Regions from separate parts of the Mus musculus genome. Here region 2 is linked to region 1. Evidence: chromatin contacts called from public promoter capture Hi-C data. All regions are on one chromosome and are shown on one strand. Each heading gives the region's core, a stretch centred on a gene start, on an enhancer-like site or on the middle of the called end of the contact. The rest is flanking DNA. Distances are from core to core; before and after follow the strand shown. Region 1 has its middle 16 kb from the start of Gm35229. Region 2 overlaps Thada (thyroid adenoma associated).

Region 1 (4,812 bases), core at 1,641-4,140:
TTGTGACCCATTTCCTTCAGCTGTAAAGGGGTGGGGAAGTGGGGGGGGGCAGGGAGGGACACATGAGGAACGACAATCTTAATTTCTGAGCTGGGCATGGAGGCTCAAGCCTGTAAGTAGAGCACTTGGAAGGCTGAGGCAGGAGAATTGCTACAAGTTTGAGACTAGCTTGTGCTACATAGTGAGTCTCAGAGGAGTCTAAAATACAGAGTGAGACTTGCCTCAAAACAAAACAAAACAAAACAACCCCAAATTTATAATCAAAACAAAACATCTCTTCCACAAGGCCAGCAGTCGCCACCACAGCTGCCACGAGCCTCAGGAGCGCTCCTCATCTGGGTGGCCACCCAGGAAGAGGCGGTGCAGGCAGGGGGTGTTGAGAGATGAGCAGAGGACAAAGGGACAGGAAGAGGGGTGGCTTCTAGCATCTTCTTCAGCCAGATAGCTGTGAATGCACCTGCAGCCCTTTCAGTTCTATTGCTTTATGCAGTTAGCCCAGGATGTGCAGTTAGCCCAGGATGTGCAGTTAGCCCAGGATGACCCCAGTCAGTCTCACAGGTGAAGAAGCTGATGCCTAGGAGGCAAAAGCAGTAGCAGGTACCCTTGTCCCTGAGTGTCCGTGGATAGACCCTACCTAAGGCGTCTGCTGTCTGATTGAAGAGTCATTAACATGAGGTCACAAGGAGGAGCCGTCGAGGTCAGATTTCATGGGCGTGTCTGTCCTAGCCTCACCATCTGGAAGCCGTGGCGTCTCTGTAAGGGTGCCTGCCACCAAGCCTGATGATCTGAATTCAGTCCCCAGAGCCACACGATGGAAGGCCTGAGCCTACAGCTTGTCCCCTGACTTCCACAGCTGCACTGTGGTATCTCTCTCTTCCTCCCTCGAAATTAATTCATTTAAAAAAGTTAAAACAACCAACCGACCCCAAACCAACCGGACCATAGTTCTAGCCACCTGGGGACAGGACAGGCACCTGGGGGCAGCTTGTTTCTGGATTCCCAGGCCAGCATGCTTTGCCCCATGCCCCCTTGTTCCGGTTGGTACCTCAGTGAGTTGGGGGAACAGTGGCCATGCTTTTGCCTTCATGGGTCCATCTAAGTGCCCGTAGGCTCCTGCCGGTCATGGGCTGGGTTTCTTGGGAAAACAGGCAGTTGCTTTGAGAGCAGCTTCCAGCAGCTGAGCATGTCAACCCTCACGCCACCTCTGCTGTTCTCTGCTGCTCTCTACTCTGTCACTCAGGTGGTGGCGGGGTCTCTCTGGAGCAGGCCCTGCCTGGGGCGGTTGAACTTTTGGTGAGTGTTAGACTTGGTGCTCTCATTTCTTTTTGTGTTTTAGTTTTGTTTCCGGGCATGGTTTCTCTCTTAGCTCTCACTGGCTCCTCTCTCTGCAGCTCAGGCTGGCCTCAGACTAGCAGGGATCCCTCTGCCTCAGCTTCCTCATGCTGGGATTGTGGGCCTGAGGACCACGCTCCACAGTGTTCATCTCTGTGGCCTGGAAGGCTGGTGGGGAGGGTGCAAAGGGTTAACTTCATTTTGGCAGTAATTCTCTCTTGGCATCTGAGAGTGGACCGGCCAGGAGCTCTGCTTTCCCGTTGCCGCGGCAATGACACAAAACCGAGAGCAGACACGGATCTGGAGATGGTTAACTGGCCATGTTCCTGGCCGGCGGTGGCCCGCCAGAGAAACTGCTGGAAAGTCACATTAGAGTTTCCCAGCACTAAGGGTGAGAAAGGGGGTGTGGATCTGGGCTCCCCCAGAAAGTCTGGCTCTGGACAAAAGAGATAGAGCTGCTGTGTAGGTCAATGCAGGACTCCTTGCTCCTTGACTCTGAACCTTCAGAGCTCCGAACTTTCAGTGCCGAGAGCACGAAGCTCGACACAGAGCTGCCCACAACAATCTTTGTCAGCCACATTGAGCTGCTGGTTTAGTGGTTTTGATTTTTTCATTTTGCCTGCCTGCCTATCTATCTATCTATCTATCTATCTATCTATCTATCTATCTATCTATCTATCTATCTATCTTTCTATCTATCCAGATCTTACTGTGTAGCCCAGGCTGGCCTGGAACGTGATCCTCCTGTCTGAGCCTTGTTGGGATAAGAAGCACGCACCAGGCTTGTTTTCTTTCTCCCACTTCTCAGCTTTCCCACTCTCCTGCTCCTGCAGCCTTGCTATCCAGGTGCCTCCTGAGGGGACTTCGGATTGTCTCTGGACCAGCCCTACTCAGACCTGAGATCTCAGTCTGAATGGCACTTCGGGAAGACTTCTGCACCTAGACTGGGGCCCTTTTGTGTTATGGGCTTCCTGATGTACTGACTGTCACCTTTCAGACAACCACATGCCTAGTCCCTCACATTTCTCCACTTTCTTGGGCCACCCATGAGGTGGAGGTTGGATGTGGCTTCTTTGCCTCGGAGCCTACGCAGAGGGTCTGTTAGAGGGGCAGCACCACTCACAACTTTGGAAAAGAAGACGATTGTGTGGGGGAAGGGCAGGTCACCGGGTCACCAGGTGCCCTCTGGGAGCTGTGGGCAGCGGGATTTAGCCAATCCCAAGGTTAGGACTCTCTTGCCAGGACAGCTTTGCTTTCCCCGGTGGTTTTCATTATTTTTCATTCCCAGACTATTTTGGAAGCTGGCTGCTATGGGAACCGAGTCTTTGGAAGGCCCAGGCCTCTTTTTCCTCCTACCCCCAGCCTCCCTCCATCTCTATTCCTTCTTAATTGGTTTTTAGTTCCCTGGCTTTCAGGCCGTCTGTTTATTTTGATTGCAACTCCACAGAACAAATCTTTAATGAACCAGCTTGTGGGGAGAGCCATTAGCAGCCGCCTGCCTCCAGGGAGTGGGGGAGGCGCCTGGCCTGGGTCCCAGCCTGGACTTCTACTCAGCGAGGAAGCGGTGGCCAGGTACTGGGTGGCAGCTGCGCATGGGTCGTTCCTTCCTTCAGGTGTAGTCTGGAGATGGGAACAGTTTGTCCTCAGTAAGCTGTCAGAAGCCTTGGCTGAGGTGACCTTATTAGCACTCTGATGCACAGTGACAGAGGTTGGGCTTCCCGGGCCCCCTGAGTTACTGCAGTAAACCCAGAGGGCTCTATGCTGAGTCCCTCATTGTCCAGACAAGGGGAGTGAGGCTGGAGAGCTGAGAAGCCAGCAGACCTCTGAGGAAGACACAGATAAATGGAGAAACCTCCCGAGGGTCGCTGCATTCGGGGTGAATTGGCATCCAACGGTCCTGAGTGGGCTCGGCAGGCCCCAGCTCTCTGGAGTAAATGCCTTTGTCTGTGTTCTGTGGGCCTGACACCATTTATGGGTTTACTCCACTGACTGGGTATGATCACGTCTGTCCAAAGAGTTTTGCCAACAGGAAATGCATATGAGCACTTTATTGTTGTGGGTGTGGAGAACAGAGTGATCCCTGCCGCTTCCTTACCTTGGACAAGCCCTGTCTCCAGTCCACCTCACAGATCTGGTCACTTGTCTGTCCCTCACTGGCCTCATGCTGCCAAAGTCACTCATCTCAGGAGTACAGACCCGGGGACCAGCGGGACTGGGAACTTCATTCCGTTAAGATCAAGCCCCCCACGGCCTTCTGCCTTGGGGCTGCCTCTCTGAGAAACTCTGGGGTGCACCTCAGCCTCTATCCCATTCCTGCCTTCTGTCCAACTGGCCTTCTTTCCTACTTCATGCTGTGGGCCCATGAGATTTCTTTAGACAGGAGGTCTCCCTCCCTGCCTGTCCTCCCTAGTCCTGGCTGGCTCTCCACTCATTCCTCATGGTGATCTCCTGGCCTTTCTCAGTGACTGGATAGGAAGAGGTATGTCTGACCAGTGGCTCAGTGGGAGTCAGAAGGGGGCTTGAAACGCCAAGGACCACAGATACGCTCCTCTCTGGCATTACCAAGGTCATTCTTTGTTTCATAAGAGAGTCCAAAAGAGGACAAAGTTGATCATGGAGAGTTGCAGGGTGCCTTCTGGCGTTGAGAACGGCCCAGAAGTGGACATGGCCTGGACTTCTTTACATCCCTGGTGCTTGATGGTTGTTTGTTTTGGTTACTCTTGTCTGCCTGTCTTGTCTTGCCTTTATGGTTATACCAAGCCAAGAAGAACTAGGCATCCCGGGCTGCCATGCTTATGAGTTACTTAATCACCAAACAAGTAAGGGCTGTTGTCCCTAGCTTCATTGATGCCTGGCTGTAGGTGATCTGGTTACGTGTATGAGCTCTTAAGAGTGATGGACAATTAAGACTCCTGCTACTCCCCACCCCCGCCATCCCTGACTTTGTTCACATGGTCACAAATGGCTTCGTCACTTCCAGCCTTCACATTTAATTTCCAGGCCAAGAGAATGGAGGAAAGGGGCAAGTTTACATTAGCTGAATCTATACTTTTTAATCAAGAAAACATGACCTTTAAAAAGCCTGGCCATAAAACTCTTTGTACTTGAGATTTGTTGGAAATAGGTTGTATCGCAGCTAGAGCTGGAAAGATCATATTTTGCAGAGGATTTTGTTAGAGATGAGAGGGGAGAAATGCATGCTGGGTAGAAAGAATGATTGGCACCTGCAAGGAAGAAGCCCAGTGAGCACAACCCCCTTTTCCAAACATCTGAGGCTGTTCTGGGTCACCGCCACCTTCCACAGACGCCTCAGCAGTCACCCATTGTAGCTGCACTAGACCATAAGTTCCTTGCCAGACTCTCCCTGAGTGCACAGGATACAAGCAGACATCCCTGTACCTCACCTCCCAAACTGGGCTGCAAACCACACGTGATCCGATTCATCCTCCGTGCTCACCGTCCGCATCAGTACATCTCTGG
Region 2 (4,812 bases), core at 867-3,366, 430 kb after region 1:
CCAGGATGCCTTTGGCTTGCCTGGAACAATGGACAGGATGGGTGTGGATGTGGAGGGCCTAGATGCCAAGCTAATGGAGCTGAGCCCTGAGCTCTCCAAGTCTGGGAAGCTGCCTTAAGTTTGGGCCCAAGAATAAACATCATAAATTGTGTGTGGGTCACTGCGAAAATGTTTTAAGCAAGTATATGGTGCCTACACAAAAGTGGAGAGAGATTTTTAAAAATTACATTTTATTTAGGGCTGGGAGGAGCGGTGCCACACACCTTTAATCCCAGTTCTCAGGAGGCAGAGGCAGCCGGATTCACATAGGAGACCCTATTTCAAAAAATAATATTAAGTTAAACTGTTGAAGAAATAACTGTTTAAGTGTGTGAGTGTTGTGTGCTTGTGTCTGCGGGTGTGCCTGCATATGTCACAGAATGTGAGGGCCCAAGGAGAACCTGTACAAGTGGATTCTCTACACCATAGCTCCCAGGGGTCAAACAAAAGCATCACACGTGCTGGTGTCGTTACTCACAGAGCCACTGAACTGGCCAGAGAGAGCTTTTAAAAAACAATACACTACTAGTTAGAAATGCACATATTTTTCCTGGATATCTGAACAAGGCCTATCACCGACACTGTTTTAGATCCTAGGGTAAACCTAGACACCTGGCCAAGGGCTGGAGCGGCGACCCTGCTGTCCGCTGTAACACCCTCCTCCTCAATCCTCACTACAGTCTGTATTTTGCTTTACACACTACAGATTTCCTTGTGTACCTCGAAGGAAGAACTGTCAGTCATCAATCTGGATGGTGTAACTTAATAGGTCCTTTGTTCAGAAAATTTAATTACAGGCTTGAACCCTGAATGAATGTAAAATAAAAACACTGGGGGGGACTTGGCAGGATCGGTCAACTAAGCGGCTCGAGGGTCCCCACCTCTACCCCCCACCATCCCTGGCACATCTGCAGCAGCAGTTTCTTCACTGGTATTCGCAGCATGGCCCATCTTCTGTAATTGCTTCTGGCTCCTCTGGCCTGGTCTCTGGCTGTCCTGTAGCTCCACTTACAACTAAGGCTTAAAGATGCTCAGAGGTGATGTCAGCCTTTTCCTACCTCTTAGGAGGCTTCTGCCTGAACACAGGCTATAGATAGCCTTACAGCTGAGCTAGTTTGTGCTGGTTCCTGGCAACTTCTTTGCTCCCCAACAAGGCTCTGCAGGAGAACCGGGTTCAAAACCAAGCTTTAATCTACCTTAACATTTACCAAATAATTTTACTCTGCAAGTACCCAAGGGAGGTTGCTACAACCGGGTACCTGGGCATTACTTACCCTCTGCTGACTATCAGAGACAGCAATATTTAAAAGCTATACACCAGAAGCCCAACAAACTGCAATAGTAACTGTTGGAAATACGAGATTTAGAACTTTTCTGGGCAGAAAGCAAGGAGAAAACGTATTAGTAAAAGGCCTCCTTTCTAACCCTGGAGCCAAGCACTGGCGCCCTTCCATTGAAAACCCGAGTCATGCCAGTGTCACAGGAGGGAAAAGTGCTGGCCCAGACGGTCAGTGAGTATGAAGAGGACTTGCCCATGCACAGAGAACCCTCTGAGGGCCTGAAAACCAACCAACCTTCCCTCCAAAGGCATTGTTAAGTGATGATAAAATTTCTAGTTTAAAACACACAGGGAAAACTTTTCTAGTTTCAAACAAAACCAGAAGTTACAAACTTCAAACATCAAGTTTCCTAGAGGAAAGTAATATGCAAATGTAATTACGTCATGGGAAATGCTAAGGCAGCTTTAATTAAAAGGAGAAATCCCTCAGAATAGGTCATTTTGGAGGCAAGCACTGCAGTTCCTCTTCCTTTCTGCCCTTCTTTCACTCACTGAAGACTATGGGGGTGGCACTGGGGGTGCAAAGGCCTTCAGTGTTCAGTTCCCCACGGTACTGGACAAACTCTAAATCAAAGCCACAGAGGGACCCACCAAAACGCTATTCTGTTTTTGAAAGTGGCCTTAACCGTGAAAAGGCACATTTCCAGTTGAAAATTCAAAGGTAGTTCTCCCAACAGAGAGCTGATTATTTGGTCGGAGACATGTGGTAAACATTCCCCAAGGAAGGAGCAAGTGAGAAAAGGGCAAAGGCAGAGGCGTGGGAGGGAGGGCCTGCGCCACCTCTGCAAGCTGTAGTCAGAGTATGCACACCGCTCCATAAAAAGTGGCTGCTTAAAGCAAAGCTCCAGCTTCCCCAGGGTGAACACCATGACATCTGTCCTCTTGTCATAACAGCAGCTAAGTGGAGTTGGGAAAATATTCTCTGCTCTAGAGCTGTTGGTGCATAATTACATGGTTTCTCTTGAGCTCTGGTTCCCCTCTGTTTATTCTGCACATCTGCTCTCCCAATACCTGATCACACAAAGGTATCATAAAGAGCAAACCAACAGGTATAAAGAGACCAGCCCTCAACACAGATCAAAGCAAACAGCCCGTGGAGTGCTCTGGAAATCTTGGCTGGCAGCTCTTGTAAATAAAAGTGCTTCTGAAGCAGAAAGCATTCAACCTCCGTATTTATATAGGGCGTGATTGACAGCTTAGTTATTAACTTCATAAAAACACAGGCAATGCTAACTAGCAAGAATGTTTGTTCTAGCTGTTCTATCTGAAGGAAAATGAAATCCAAGATAGAATGGCTTGCTCTCTGTTTCTTTTAAGTATTTATTTTAGAACCGTGCAGTATAAAAGAATGTTTTTTCAAGTCAGTGAACTTAAGCTATTTTGCTTACTGTTCTGGAATTTAAGTATGTTGTTATAATTCTTTAGAAAACAAATGTTACATTTACTAAAGGCAAATTCCAATGGTGCACCATGATCTTTTGAAGCCCTCAAAAGATTTTTAATCTTCTGAATTACTAAAACTAAAGAAATTTTACATTAATTAACCTCTCTTCCAGTAACTAAAGTGGATCAAGTCAGAGACTCAAAGGGCAGAAATACTTCCCCTGTGCTCTGTTCTCAGGCACGTATCCTCTGAGTGACTTAGGCAGCAGACCTAAGTTCTGCCAGGAAGAGGGAAGAACTGATGTGTATTTTACTAATATTATATTGATGTTTTTAACTGTACTTTTTGTTTGTTTGTTTGTTTTTTTGTTTTTTGAGACAAGGTTTCTCTGTATAGCCCTGGCTGTCCTGGAACTCACTTTTTAGACCAGGCTGGCCTCGAACTCAGAAATCCGCCTGCCTCTGCCTCCCAAGTGCTGGGATTAAAGGCGTGCGCCACCACACCCGGCTTTTAACATACTTTATCACATACAACATTTATTGAAATATTACAAGGTAGCATGCTTTATTTTTTTAAAAAATTCTTAGAAACTATTGTCAGCAGCAAGTAGATGTTCCATCAGGAAATCCTTTAGAACTAAAATCCAATTTTGTATGCAATCTTTTTTTCTATCTCTCTTGAAGTTAATACAGTTAGCACCCATGCCCAACCCCAGCAGGTCCAACTAGAAACGTCAGCTAACAAATAAACACATTTCTCCAACTCAGAGCATAACTTTTTAAGTAGCAGCCCTGAGTATCTACATAATGAGGGAATCTAAATACACTTGCGTTTATCCAATCTATACTCTTCTTCATGTATAAAATAATTTTTTATATAACAAACAAATGGAGGGGGAAAAACAAGTTTTGCTTTTAGAATCAATAATGAATACTTTTAAAGTTGGAGTCATATGAAATTGGCATTTCCTGGCCAAATAAATGCTTATGAAATGGACTGGTGTTTCTGTGAGGATTTGTTTATGTGTTCTTAATATCCTCAGGCCTCAGAGTTTTTTCCATGTAAACATGAGTTTTGTTAAATACCTCTTAAATTTAATTTAAAAGGCTATTTGTTATCAAACCGTTTCCCTCTTAGAAAAGGCTGTCATCAGATGAGCAGCAAACCAAACCCAAGAACAAACCCCACATCCCCAGGAACCCATCCTTGCTCGTCAGTACATTTTATGTACCACAGCCCTGCTTCCTTCAGCACTGGCAAACAGCAGCCTTTCAGAACACAGAATTCTTATGAAATGAATACTCAGCCTCAGAGCATGCCCTGGCCTCCTCCACTACACACTCCTCCCCCTACAGGACTATATTTTCAAGCTAGAATATTTGTTTTGACAGACTTCTGCTTGCTTAATTCTCTGGCAAAGGCTTTCTTGTGTACTCCTGGCCAGTAATGAACATTTTGCCAAAAATATGCAACTCTTGGCAGGACAAGAATAGGGGTGAAAAAAGCCCTGCTGGCAGAGCCTTCCAGAATTGAAGAGAAAAGCAGGTACAGCGGATAAAGAGAATCCTTTCCCTAGCGTATTCTAATTGTCTGCTTCCCTCTTTCTCCTATCTTGAGGAACGTTTCACCTGGCAGCTTGACGTATTTTCTCTGCACTGCATAAAGCACTGGAGACGACTCCTCCGACCTTGCTTTCTAACGCAAGACCTACTTTTTTCCAAATGAAAAACATAGGTGAGCTAATCCTACTCAGAGAGCAAATCTCCCCAAACAATTTCTTAATTACAGTTTGTCAAGAAAATTAAAATCCATTGGACTTGTTTAATCCCAAGGATACTGTCATTATTTCTCCAATTACATTTAAGGACTCAAAACCATAACAAAGCAAAAAGAGTTCAGCCTTCCCCCACTAAGTTCCAATGGCTGGGCAAAGAACCAGCAGGCTCCCTAAAGCGCCTTGTGAGGGTGGGGAGTCTTGGGATGAACAGCCCAGGAACACATTTCCTCCACGGGGGAATCCAAGCAACAAAATACTCACTGATTTTAAGAT

The links. Capture Hi-C pulls out chosen DNA fragments and counts their contacts.
Region 2: a promoter capture Hi-C map of adipose tissue shows a contact between it and region 1. The contact joins two enhancer-like sites. A contact is called at or near these places in 1 of 484 Hi-C or Micro-C datasets (bone marrow-derived macrophages), 12 of 115 datasets of contacts at active chromatin or transcription factors (embryonic basal ganglia, embryonic stem cells, epiblast stem cells and 2 more) and 2 of 9 other capture datasets (adipose tissue and embryonic stem cells).

Annotation. Positions count from the first base shown.
Region 1 is chr17:83,936,166-83,940,977 of GRCm38.p6, forward strand. No RefSeq gene overlaps it. Among named protein-coding and RNA genes, the nearest start is that of Gm35229, 16 kb to the right of the region's middle. Within about 2 kb of position 2,891, at least 67 of the 459 cell types and tissues checked have an H3K27ac peak or open chromatin away from gene starts, as enhancers often do. A contact at or near this core is called in adipose tissue, where this site is marked.
Region 2 is chr17:84,363,700-84,368,511 of GRCm38.p6, forward strand. All of the region lies in intron 26 of Thada (thyroid adenoma associated), which reads right to left. Among named protein-coding and RNA genes, the nearest start is that of Gm24722, 25 kb to the right of the region's middle. Within about 2 kb of position 2,117, at least 103 of the 459 cell types and tissues checked have an H3K27ac peak or open chromatin away from gene starts, as enhancers often do. A contact at or near this core is called in adipose tissue, where this site is marked.